Linked DNA regions of Mus musculus: regions 1 and 3 are each linked to region 2. The links are chromatin contacts, called in public HiChIP or PLAC-seq and promoter capture Hi-C maps. All regions are on one chromosome and are shown on one strand. Each heading gives the region's core, a stretch centred on a gene start, on an enhancer-like site or on the middle of the called end of the contact. The rest is flanking DNA. Distances are from core to core; before and after follow the strand shown. Region 1 holds the start of Dnah14 (dynein, axonemal, heavy chain 14). Region 2 holds the start of Ephx1 (epoxide hydrolase 1, microsomal). Region 3 has its middle 13 kb from the start of Gm32767.

What was found. Promoter capture Hi-C pulls out the DNA fragments that hold promoters and counts their contacts. HiChIP or PLAC-seq counts read pairs in DNA pulled down with a chosen protein or histone mark.
Region 1: a promoter capture Hi-C map of embryonic stem cells shows a contact between it and region 2, with 4 times the contacts expected there. The contact joins the promoter of Dnah14 here to the promoter of Ephx1 in region 2. A contact is called at or near these places in 4 of 39 promoter capture datasets (embryonic stem cells, hippocampal neurons and stem cell-derived epiblast-like cells), 2 of 115 datasets of contacts at active chromatin or transcription factors (craniofacial prominence and pancreatic cancer cells) and 2 of 9 other capture datasets (adipose tissue and embryonic stem cells).
Region 3: an HNF4G HiChIP or PLAC-seq map of pancreatic cancer cells shows a contact between it and region 2. The contact joins the enhancer-like site here to the promoter of Ephx1 in region 2. A contact is called at or near these places in 2 of 39 promoter capture datasets (embryonic stem cells and pre-B cells), 2 of 15 datasets of contacts at CTCF or cohesin (embryonic stem cells and pro-B cells), 5 of 115 datasets of contacts at active chromatin or transcription factors (embryonic stem cells, pancreatic cancer cells and stem cell-derived neural progenitor cells) and 1 of 9 other capture datasets (embryonic stem cells).

The regions. Positions count from the first base shown.
Region 1 is chr1:181,574,001-181,578,229 of GRCm38.p6, forward strand. It overlaps Dnah14 (dynein, axonemal, heavy chain 14), which reads left to right and starts at 2,593. Exons shown (of 87, transcript NM_001377039.1): 1 at 2,593-2,728.
Region 2 is chr1:181,015,117-181,019,378 of GRCm38.p6, forward strand. It overlaps Ephx1 (epoxide hydrolase 1, microsomal), which reads right to left and starts at 2,453. Exons shown (of 9, transcript NM_010145.3): 1 at 2,311-2,453.
Region 3 is chr1:181,551,287-181,555,645 of GRCm38.p6, forward strand. No RefSeq gene overlaps it. Among named protein-coding and RNA genes, the nearest start is that of Gm32767, 13 kb to the left of the region's middle. Within about 2 kb of position 1,660, at least 113 of the 459 cell types and tissues checked have an H3K27ac peak or open chromatin away from gene starts, as enhancers often do. A contact at or near this core is called in pancreatic cancer cells, where this site is marked.

The DNA of each region.
Region 1 (4,229 bases), core at 1,343-3,842, 560 kb after region 2:
CATTGATTGGTTGACCCATGATATCTCTCTGCAACAAGAGCATGTACAAATTACCCAAAAGATGGAAATCTACCACAGCTTGAATTGGTTGCCATTACACCTATTATTAGGATATAGTAGATCAAAGTGACACAAATCTAATAGAGTTTTTAAAATAAATATTAGTAAAGAAAACAATATTGATTTAGATGTCAGTTTTGCTAAGTAAATAGTGTGTGTTATCAAGTGGTTCCTGTCCCTGGATGAATGTGATTTTCTGGATCACTTAGAGACTGAAGAAGGAATCATCAGAAATTCTCCTAGTTTTCATTTTATAGATAAAAAGAGATGGAAACTACATTCACATAGACACAACAGGTGAAAATAAAAAGGGTTTTTATACTAATTGTTTAAACCTCTGAGCCATATGAAAAATCCAAATCATGTTTTATCATAAAGTATTTTGTTAATCGGCCACCTGATAATTCTGCTAGGTCTCCCTGAGATATTTTAAGAGTGAAGAATTGGGAAAGGCTGACTTATAACCCTTCAGGTCCTAATATTTGCAGAGAACAAAGCAAACTCAGTCTCACATGTTTGACTCTGTAGATGGTTGGTTCTTGCTATTTATGGACATGAAATTGCCTGTAAAGTCAGAGCACACACTGAATTAGTGATGCTAAACCGTTATGCCTGGAATATACATGATTAGGTTCCTGATCAATATGAATTTGTTTTATGTGTGTTTCTGCTTAAATACACTTTACCTATATGTTTGATTGATTACCCTTGAACTCATTGCCAACTATGCTATAACGCATGCTTGAGCAAAGTGTACCCAAAACCATATCCCCCCTAAGCCCATCAGAGCACTTAGGAATCCTCTCTTGTACTTCAGCACTATGATTCCTGGCCACTTGAGACAGTGAAACTGCCCCCTTCCAAGGCTATAAGTTTAAGGAAAATAGTTCTATCTATATACCACAAGCAGGTTATTGGTCACTATATAAGAACCAAAATGAGAGGCCAGAGCTCTGTTTGTCTTATTTGATCTTAACTGGAACCATATGTAGTGAGTAACTGAGCATTTTCACCATTCTGTGTCCTGGTTAGTTTTTACTGACCCACTTGCCTAGGGGTAGCACCACCCACAGTGGGCTGGGCCTCCCACATCAATCATCAATCAAAACAATGTCTCACAGATATTGTCACAGGTCAATCTGATGGAGACAATTCTTCTTGAGCTTCTGTCTTCCCAGTTGACTTGTGGTTGTTGACAGTCACCAAGACAGTGTCTGAGGGCTTGTCTTTCTCTCATCGTAAAGTGGATACAGAGAGATTTAGTAATGAGGCTTAGTACAGTCACTCTTCACACCATTAATAATAATTAATTTGTATAGGAAGATACAAATCCATGATAGGAATCTCTAAAAACTTCAGTACTCCTAACAGGTCTGAGATTCTGCACCTCATATTCAGAAGTTCTGGGTCTAAGTTCAAAACCTACTGCTTTGCCTCCAGCAGAGATTGAAGACAGAGGAAAATGGCAGACTAACCATACTGCTTGTGCACAGATCTGCAGAGTTGTAACAATTGGAATTGGGATAGGAAGTGAGGGAGAGGGAAGGGCTGAGATTGAGTTTCACAACTGGGGTAAACAGAAGCAGGATTTGCTCAGGCAATGATGGCTGGAGGGAAACTTGACCTCAGGAAACTCCTCATAAGCCATCTTTTTTTTGTTATCTATCTTTCCTCCTCTTCTGCTAAAATGTAATCTCTTGTTTTATTAAAACAGATTTCTCTCAGCTTTCTGGATAGCTCTATTAAACTAAATATGATTTATTTACATATAACATTTTAATTTTTTTCCTTTAAAAGTGATGTCCCCTTATCTCCAACTTCTCTTACCAAATAGCTCTCCAAAAAATTCATCTCTTACTGTGACATATTGGAATGATCACGTCCTTAGCCCTATGAATATTGAAAATTGAAAGCTGATTATCTCGCCCCTCCCAATTAGTCATCCATTTTACAGACCCAACACATCTCTATGCTGTTTCTCTGCCTTTGTCTCTACCAACAAATAAGTAAGTCCTCAATAAATAGGTGAATAAAATATAGGGCGTCAATAAAGCCGTGTAAGACATGCAAATGGGAATTCACGAATATATGTAACCTTATTATTTAGGAATGCCTATACCTCTTGTACTCTTCACAGTACTTTTATTAGTCTCTTAATGGTGTTCTGTTTTCTTTGAGCTAGGGTCTCACTAATGTAGCCCAGGCTGATGCTCACATTTGTGGTCCTCTTAGCCAAGCGGGATTTAGAGATGTGGACACCAGGCTTGGCCGTAGTAGGTCATATGCACAGTCTGTGTAAATCATAAATGAAAGGTCCCCTCTTTCAAACGCTCAGATCTTACTCTTCACACCTATAGGTATCTCCCCCTTGGGCCCTGCCTGGCAGATTGCAGGCGGGGCTGTCAGAGGGAGGTCTTATCTGTGCTGAGCCATACAGCGGACCAGGCTTGAGCACTTCCGGTACTCACTCCGCCCCAGCGCCTGCCCCTAGCAACTGCGGGGCTCCTAAGGCCTTGGCTCCCGAGGCACGAGGCGCTTGACCGTTACTGAGTTGGGGCTGGGGCAGTAGTCTCTAAACTTGTGCCTGTGTATGCTCCTGGACTATGCAGTGCTGAGGCAGGAAAAGGAAGAAGGGGAGGAGGAGACCTTGACTGCCACAGCATACCAGGTAAACGAGGTAAACAGGTGTCTGCCCTGGGCCTCTGTGCCTGGGTCCTTGGGAGTGCCCGCACAAGTGTCTCAGAGCCCTGTCCTTCCTCAGAGAAGCAGTTTCCTAGTTGCTACTGATCAACCAGGCTTCAGCGACCCGTTCCCAGACTACGAGATTTTAAAGCTTGCTTTTTTTTTCCAGTCATAAATAAGTGATGTTTGTTGCTCTTTGCAAAACCTTGCTGCTGTTTAACATAGTCACGCACCTGCCGCTTTGTTCTAGTTTGTGTCTCTGTTGCTGTGATTCAACACCTACCGAAAGTAACTTGGGGAAGGAAAGGGTTTATTGGGCTTACACATTATAGCCCCTCATGGAGAGACACCAGGGCAGGCACTGAAACAGAGACCGTGGAGAAACCCTGCCCTGCCCTCTCATGACTTGTTCATTTTCCTGTCTTATACAGCGCAGGTCCAGTTGCCTAGCGATGGCTCTGCTCCCAGTGGTCACCGTTCTCCTACATCCCCTTAGGACCCAACTGCATCAATTAGCAGTCAAGAAAATGCCCAACATATAGGTCTGCAGGACATTCCAATGGGACCAGTCCCTCATGTGAGAATTCTTTCCCTCATGTGGGACAACTGAAGCTGTGACAGGACTTATGTGCGCAAATAACACATGGTCCCTAAGAGGATGGCTTCCCAGACACCACCTCTCTCAGATTCATGAAGCCCAACTCTAAATATCCTCATCTATACATATAACCCATCATCCTCTGGAAAACGTGAGATAATTTAGATTACTGGCGCTATCTACCCAATACAATGTAATTCTGTGTCATTACCTCGTGACACAGTAGCATTGAGGTGATAAAGGCAACAGACAAGTGAAAAAATCCTCTGTGTATGCTCAGTAAAGACAGCCATTGTAGACATGCTGAGTGTTCAGTATGTGGAAAATTCAAGCTTTGCTTTGGGGAATGTCCTGCAATTATTTTTTTGCTTGGTTCTCAAGTGCTGGAATTGTAGGTTTGTAGCCCAGCATGGTTATAGTCCTGCCCCCCCGTCAGCCCCCCCCCCACGTTTCTCTTCCCACCTTCCACTATGTCCTCTTCCCCTCCTCTCTTCCCCCTCTTTCCATACTGCAGGTTTTCCCAGGGCTCTCCACATGCTCGGTAGATACTCCACCATTGCTCCATATCTCCAGCCCTCAATTTTTAAAATTTTCTTTCAGACGATGCAAAGATCTTTAAAATACTTTAGTTCAGATAATTTTTTCCTGACATCTATTAAAATATGGCTTTGTATTTTAACCACATTTTCCTTCCTTCTCCCTCCCCTTCCCCCTCCCCTCCTTCCCCCTTCCCCTCCCCTGAGCCCTCTCCCCTCCTCTTTTTGGCTGCATAGCCAAGATTGGTCTTTAACTTCCGATCTTCCCTCCTCAGCCTCCTTAGTGCTAGAATTACAAGCCTGTACCCCTGTGTCCAAGTACACCTAACTTGCGTGTATGTTTCTTCATGTTC
Region 2 (4,262 bases), core at 1,203-3,702:
CTCAGCCTTGGAAGAGCGCATAGGTGTGGCTCTGCACCGTGGCTTGGCTCCACAGGAAAGTGAGGATGGCCAAGTAGCAGTCAAGGGAAGGCAGGCACTGGGCCAGGAGTCAGATGTCACCCCAGGCCTGTAATGGTGGAAGGAGCACGCTAGACACTCTGAGAGGGAAAACAGTTGCTCTCTGGGGAGAAAGCATGAACTGTGGTTTTCCTCAGTAAATCAATAAGCCCTGGTAGCAGGGCACTTTGCTCCTTTGAACCAGTTTGTGAAATTGATTATGTCTGAGGATGGAGAGCCAGACGCCTCCCCCCCCCCCCCATTCCCTGGGCACCACCATGCAGGAGAAGGTTCCTGGCTGAGGCTGGGCTCCCTCTTGGACATCCTTTCCCAGTCTTATCAACACAGCTCCCTGGTGACTCCACCATGATACTAGCTTGGCCTGAAGACCCCCTGCAGGTAACCCCAAAAGGCCAGTGGCACTGACTAGTGGCTCTCCTGCCTCCAATCTTATTCTCTGTTGTCCCTCATCCCTCCAGCCAGGCTGTGTTCCCATACTCTGAGGTCTTAAAACAAGAACCAGGAAGTGGAACTTGGGCCTCTGCCCTTCAAATACTTGATCCAGGGCCAGGATCCCAGGGGAAACAAAAAACAAAAAGGGTGGAGGCACCAGATCAGTAGGGCTATGCCTGGGCATGCTGGAGCTGCTGGGCATGGAGGAGAGACACTACTCATCCTTACAGGGCTTTTTGTGGGTACCACTGTGCTCTAGTTGGGCTCTGGGCAGAAACTGGACCCCAGGGGTCTGGTGGAGGCTCTCACCCTTTCACTAAAAATCCCTCCCTCTGTTCCCCATGCATTTCCCTCTCAGTTCATCTGGGCAGCAGGTGTGTAAGGCACAGCCAAAGGCTGGTGCAGTCACACCAGATAACATGGGGATTAGGGATGGTGCTGAAGGTCACCCAGCTGACTCCAGGAGCACCCGAGGGTCTAGGGAAATCTTGTTTTCTTGGTCGGAGGGGCAGCTGAAAGCTTGGAGCCTCCTCACTGACTCTGGTCTCTCTTCCAGAGGGCAACTGAGGACATAAAAGCCACCCACAGCAGGCGCACCTCTGCCTCAGGGCCTTTGCATGTTCTCCTCAGCCTTGTGCAGCTGGATACTGAGTAGTGAGGCGCACTCCTGACCCTCCTGACCCTCTGGAGTGTGAAAGTGTGGCCTCTTCCTCTCTAGTCAACAGTCCTGCTCCCTCTTTATGACCTCCTATTTCCTACAGCTCACAAATATAATTTATATTTTACAAAGATATGTTTATTTATTATGTGGTGTTGGGGATCTGACCCAGGACCTTGAATTTTGTTTGTTGTCTGCATTCAAAAGCTCCCAGAGCCCATGAGAACACATTCCCTGCTATCCCCAGGGTGGGTGGGTGGGGGGCAGTGTCTGAACAGTCAGTCCGTGTCGTTGAGCACGGTTGCACTGAACATACTTCTTTAGGGACACAGGAAGCCCTCACGTGGCCCGCCTGGTGTGGGTATTAGGGAATGGAAAGTCTTTGCTGAACACGCCCACGTTTTTGTTCCACCCTTCCCCCCAGCCCCCTCAGCTTCAAGTCTTGTGTGAAGTCAGACCACGCACAGCCAGTGAAAGCCTCCACTTGAGGGAGGAAGTCACTGTCACAGTAAAAACAATGTGAGCCTCTGGGGCTCTGCGACTTTAAAAAAAAGATCAGGCCGAAATCGGAGGCAGAGAAGCAAATGTCGCAGATGTCCATCTCTACAATCCTGCCAGCAGCACAGAATGCCAGCAAAGGCACAGCCCTACTGTCAACGCGCATGCATACATACCGGATCCCTCCACCTCCCTCCTGATCCCGCCAACCAGATGCCAGAAAGGCTATCCAGACTTCTGGCCGCCGGAAGTTTAAATGACGGGAGGTGCAGACTGGAGAAGTTAAAATTAAGAGTCACTTGGACGGCGCCCTCAGCTACCTGGATTGGCTCAGGTGCCTGGGCAAGTAGCAAGCCTGGAACCCAAGGGACAAACATGCATGGGGGGGCGGGCGGGCGGGGAAACCAGGGGGCTGAGGAGCCAGCATCGCTGTCAGGCGCAGCACCCACCCCTTGCTTCCGAAGCGCAAGCAAGGGGTTGACGCCCCTGGAAGAGGATGGAGCATCAGATGCAGGACTAAGAAGCATGGCCTATTGCACGCCTGGATCGGTCTTAGGATAAGGGGAAGCGCATTTAGCTGCGGGAGATACGCGAAGCCCTCGCAACTCTCACGCTGGAGTGCCGCTGCTGTCCCCGGAGCTTACTGTCAGGGTCGCTCTCGGGTTCCTACTCCCGCGGCGGCTGGTGTGCAGTTCCTCCACTCTCAAACTCCTCTTGAGCCTCTTTGCCTGCTGCTGAGCTGGTGACACCAGCTGCCTGTTAGCCCCGCCCCCACTAGCCCCGCCCAGGCCTTGGCCCCACCCCCGAGTTGGCTGGTTGGCCAAGGCTAGCTGAGCATCTAGCTAAGGTGTTTCACCTATTCTGGCAAAGTCTGCTGTTCTGAACAGGGTATTGGCAGTTTAAACTCTGCAGTCTGTGGACTCTACACACAAGAGCCCAAGCTGGCCTGGTGCTACAGCCTTCCTCTCACCTTCCTAGCAGTTCGTTGTAACCATTTTATAAGCGAACCAGTCAGTGAGCAAACATCTGGGGATAAAGCTTGAGGGTAGAGTGTCTCGCGTGGGCAAGGCGCTGGAGTTCATTCCCAGAACCACAAATAAAATAGTGAAGTGTGGAATGAACACACAAACCTGAAGTTTGTCGTTAAGTGCACCCTGTGAGGCTGGCTGATCTGAAGCCCAGGAGGCATGGACACCAAGCAGAGGCCAGCACAGGGAGGAGGGAGAGAGCGCTGCCTAGCCAGCAAGCAGGAGTAGGACAACCACAGTTCCTGGCACCCTTGGGGCTAACCTGCTCTCCATTAGCCAGCCTGCCCAGTGCCCTGTCTTTACCCCCGCGGCCCTCCTAAGACTCGCCTAGAACCTTCTCAGGCTTCAGCAGCCACACAGACAAGATGACCAGGCACACCACTGTGAGGGCCTAGCAGTGCCTGCCGCGGGGTCCAGGTTTATCATCCTACACACATGTGAAGCGTAGGGATCCTATTTTCACCTCTCACCTCTGATCTCCAGCCTCCTTCGCTGCTCATCATGGCCCAAACCCTCTCCGTTCTAACGGAGAGCCGGTTTCTCTCCAGTGAACACATTCAACTCATTCCTGCCTCCGTGGAACTCCTGGATAGTGTGTCCTCAATCCTCTCTGGGAACCTGGGATTTCCAGGTACTGCAGCTCCTTCCCCTCCCCAGCACACCGTTTGCACACCTGCCGTCCTCCTCTGCAGTGTATAGTCCAGGCTTGTTTCATAGCGCCCTCTAAACTGTTCCCACAGGAGCGCTGCCTCCAGCCATTCAGCAAAGCAGTAAACGTATTGTTCTTAACAAAGTGTAGATGGAAACATTCTAATGTGCTGGGCAATGGTGGCTACACCTTTATTCCCAGCATTCCTTGAGTAGGAGCCAGAGGCAGGCAGATCTTTGACTATGATGCCAGCCTGGTCTACAGAGAAAGTTCCAGGACAGCCAGGGTCACACAGAGAAACCCTGTCTTGAAAAAGAAAGAAAGGGGCTGGTGAGATGGCTCAGAGGTTAAGAGCACCGACTGCTCTTCGGAAGGTCCTGAGTTCAAATCCCAGCAACCACATGGTGGCTCACAACCATCTGTAATGGGATCTGATGCCCTCTTCTGGTGTGTCTGAAGACAGCTACAGTACTTACATATAACAATAAATAAAAAAAATTACATTGTCTCAAAAAATAAGAAAATAACTAAAAATAAAAAAAAAAGAAAGAAAGAAGAAAAGAAAAGAAAAGAAAAGAAAAGACAAAACCATAACACTAGTTGCTGGTGATGGATGTATCATCCTGTGAATGTGATAAACCTACTTGTCTTAGTTAGGTCTCCTACTGCTAAGATAAAATATCGTGATCAAAGCAGCACAGGGAAGAAGGGATTGGTTTCAGCTGGAAACTCAGACACACTCCATCCCTGAGGGAAGTCAGGACAGAAACTCAGGACAGGAACCTGAAGGCAGGAACTGGACCAGAGGGCACTGTTTCTGGCTTGCTCTTTATGGCTTGCTCAGCCTGCTTCCTTACACAGCTAAGGACACATCTGTCCAGATGGCTGGTGGGCTGGGTCCACTCATATCCATCAATCA
Region 3 (4,359 bases), core at 410-2,909, 540 kb after region 2:
CTGTCACTCCAACGTGTTCTACACTATCGGGAAGCTGACCACCACAGGCATTAATCCCTCTTCCTTACTCTCAGCCTGGCTGGAACTTTGCCTCCCTGTGCTACCAAGATGCCAAGGAAATCTCAGCAGGGGATGTAGAGAAAAGAATCCACATTGAATCTTAGCTCCCTCTATCCCCTCTCAGCTCCTCACCTCTGCATGGCCACCCTGTCCAGCAACCCTGCATGCTTTTGCCATTGGGAAGTGGAGCTCTTTAGACAGCAGGGAGTAAACCCATGTGGTTCTTCTTAGAAGACAAACCCAAAGGAGTTGTGGATTTGATGAACAGGTTGCAAGGAAGGGAGATTCTGTGTGGATAACTGTAGAGGCCTCTCACTTTCTCCCTGCAAGGCTGGTGAGAAAGCTGGGTCTATCCACGGCCAGAGGATGGGTGGATCCAGTTTCTGGCTGCAAAGTTTCACAGCAAAGCCAAGGCTGTGGTTGCTGCTATGATGGAGCGACTTGGAGCCACAAGGGGTCAAAAGCACTTTTGAATCTGAGATGAAGTGTTTCCTGCCCCCCTTCTTTCCTCCCTTCTTCCCTTCTTTCCTCCCTCCCTTGTTCCCTCTCTTCCTTTCTTCCTTCCTTCCTTCCTTCCTTCCTTCCTTCCTTCCTTCCTTCCTTCCTTCCTTCCTTCCCTCCTCTCTTCCTTCTTTGCTTCCTTCTTTGCTTGCATGTTTTTATTTCCCTTTTGCCATTTCAGCCAGCAAGTTGCACTCTTTCTTATGCTAGCACAGAGAAAATGAGCTAGTAAAGTCCTTGCTGGCTGATGTCCCACTTGCTGTGCAGGGTAATAAGGACCTTCACTAGGGAGGCATCTTTGGGGAGTGGAGGACAAGGGATTGTCCTGTGGCCTCTGCAGCTTGACTTTATTTCCTGACTTGCTGTTGCCCCTCTCTAAAGTAGGTATTACTTCCTCCATCCTTAGTGCCTGGGAGTCAGGCTTAGGATATCCTGCAGTCACTGCTATTGGAGGTGAACCAGAGGGAGCCTAGCTTGCTTTTCCTCCTGGTTTTTGACAAGTTCTTTTATGGGATCAGTTCTTGTACTGCCATGGGAGAAAGGAGTTAAGTAATCAGGGAGGCCTTCTAGGTGACACCTAAAGCCAGAAACCTTAGTAACTTTATCTGTACATTAGAAACCTCCAACCCCCTGTCCCAGCCCTGTGCAGCTTAGAGGACATGGGAATTCAAGTCCCAGCAGGATACTGCTAGAACCAAGGGACTGAAACAGAAAGAGCAGGACAGCAGGAGCCTAAGAGCTGTGTAAGGAGGGGGAGGGAGAGTCACAGCCTACTTAGCTGCCAGGACAGCAAGGCAGAGACAGCCAGAGAACTGGACTGACAAATGAGGGCACTCCAGACTTTGGCAGATGGCAGCAAAACCACACCAGCTGCTTTTTTTCCCAGGGCTGCCCGGTCCATTTGCCAGCCATGTCATGTTTACTCTTAGGACATAAAGAGAGGTTCACTGGAAGAGGGTGACTTCAAGGCTTCTCACTGGTACTTGGAGAGCTCTGTCCAGTTGAGCAGCCTCGGCACATGTGCCACTACTGTGTTGCCCCTGGCAGAGCCGTCCCCTGACAGGCATCAGCATCCCCACTTATGCAAGTCAACCCTGGCTATGATGTAACTTTTTATGCCCTGTGACTCAGGGTGGAGGGACTCCTTGGTCCCTCAGACAGCTCAGTGATTCCTTAATCATTTCCTCCTTTTAAGTCCTTAGTCACTGCGGGAGATCTGGCTGATTTCTAAGTTTATCACTCCTTGCTCCCCGGAGAGCATTTAGTAATATGCTGCAGGGGACAGGAGCTCTCAAAGCCCGTGAAGAAAATGGGCTTTCAGACACCCCCACCCCCACCCAGAAGAAGAGCAGAGGGTGTGGTTTGAGGATGCCTGGCACCTGGGCCTCTGTGTCCCTGAACAGATGGCAGCTTACACTGCTGGCTGGAGAACTGGGAAAGTTCAGAGCTGCCTTCAGAAGGTCGACACCCACTCACCACCCTGATGAACACCCACGGATGTGACGGTCATATCTAAGAAGAGGAGGGTGCGGCTACAGACAGGGGTTTCTGTGACTCAACACAATCATCTCTCTTGGCTAAATCTCTAATATCTGCTCCCCGTTGAGGAACTTTGGGGTCCCAAAGAGGCATCCATTTACTTCTGCATTGGGGGTGGAGGACTTTACATGTTGGCTGAATTGTGTCTTTTAAATGACATCGCAAGCCAGGCATGGTAGCGTGTGCCTGTTATGGTTCCTAGCACTCAGAAAGCCAAGGCAAGAGGATAGACAGCTATGGGTCAGGATGGGCAACACAGGGAGACGATCTCAAAACAAAACAAAAATGCCTCGAGAAATTGATTTAATTCCTCCCTCTCTGTTTCCCTCCTTCTCTCTTTTTCCGTCCTCTCCCGTCCTCCTCTCCCCATTTGCAGGTTACTGAAATGTTACAGTAACCAATACGATCAACTTGATTTCTCCTCTCAACAGTACAGTTTCAGGTTTCGAGTTGAGAAGTTAGTTGAGTGTGGATGCGGCCCATTCCCTTTATAGCTATTGATCATAGTTCATTGCGGTTCCTTGTATGAGTATAGTATTTTTTGTTTTATGGACTTCACTTGCTGAACATTTAGATTTGTTTCTAGAGTTTTCCGCCAATACCATATAGTAATCCCTCTCCCTGCGTGGGCTCCCTGCGTGGGCTCCCTGCGTGGGCTCCCTGCGTGGGCTCCCTGTGTGGGGCTCCCTGCGTGGGCTCCCTGTGTGGGGCTCCCTGCGTGGGCTCCCTGTGTGGGGCTCCCTGCGTGGGCTCCCTGCAATGTTTGCAGTAAGAGGTTTATTGCTGAAATACAAGTTGAATAACGCTGTGCATGGCCACCTGACGCTCTGTGGCCAGTGAATTGCTTGTCGCACTTGAGCAAAAGGTTCCTGTGTGTTATATAAATATTTAATCCTAATCAAGGGTTTCTACCCCACCTTTGACCATTTAGTTCCCAGATAAAAGATATACACAACCTTTCTTTTTTCACACAACTTTCATATTTATAACAAGCCTTAATCAGCACAAGAGCTTGGCAGGTTTCTATCTTCTTTGCTATTATATCTATTTCCCAGCCAATAATCCCATACACAATTTGCTATGTTTCCTCTGGGCTGCTCTTAACTCCAATTAGCCAACCCAACCCACATGGCCATTATTTTAAGATTCTTATCCCATGACAGCTTTCTTCTCCATTCAACAACTTCTCTCTCTCTTTTGTGGTTCTGACCCCAAGTCGGGGACCCTAAGCCCCACCCATGTCTCTTCTGCCCAGCCATTGGCTCGCACCATCTTTATTCACCAATCAGAAAGAAGGTTACATAGTGGACTCTCTTGTCTCTGGGGCAACTAGGCCTCGCGGGTCAGCACTTACAATACATAGCATAAGACCAAATCTCAACCCTGTGTTATTGAGTGTTTTGGTTTCTGTTGAGGTTTTGGTACTCGGACATTAGGGCTATACTATGTCTCAGACAGTGGCTGCTCCTTTACCCTAGGAGATGAATGAGAGGATACAGCGAGCCAAACCAGTCTAGATTAGTCCAACCAATCAGCTGAGCCAATGCCCAGCAAAGGCAGCCCCAGCCAAACTACTGCCCTTGGCTTCTGCAGAAAAAGAAATGCCTAAGCGGCGGAGGCTCCAACCCTGAGCCATCTATCTCAGCAGCCACTTCATGGTGTTTCCTTTGGTTCGTTTGGTTGAGCCAATGCCCAGCAAAGGCAGCCCCAGCCAAACTACTGCCCTTGGCTTCTGCAGAAGAAGAAATGCCTAAGCGGCGGAGGCTCCAACCCTGAGCCATCTATCTCAGCAGCCACTTCATGGTGTTTCCTTTGGTTCGTTTGGTTTCGGGTTTGTGTGAGAAGATGGCCTCTAGGTCCTGACTTGCTAGGTAAGCACTCTCTTATCTCTGAGCCACATCTCAGCGGAACACGTGCTTTGAGACCAGGCAGGCACCTTGGAGTTCTTGGGTGACATATGTTTCTCCGCTGAGCACGTGGTTCCATTTCAGCTCACGTGAAAAACGTCAAGTAATAGTAGCAGGGATGGATGTGTGTAAATTCATCTGACAAAATACTCATGCTTCCACACCCATCAAAGAGAAGGAGAAGATAATGTATCTGGGTGAGCTGAGACGGTGGAAGAAAGGAGAAACACGTTTAGTTTCTGTAAAATAAGCTGCCCTGAAACTTCGCAGTTTAAAACATCCAGTGTTCCCTAACTTCTGTAGCCTGTGACACCTCAGCTGGGCTGTGATCAGCAGTGTTTCATGGGATGCA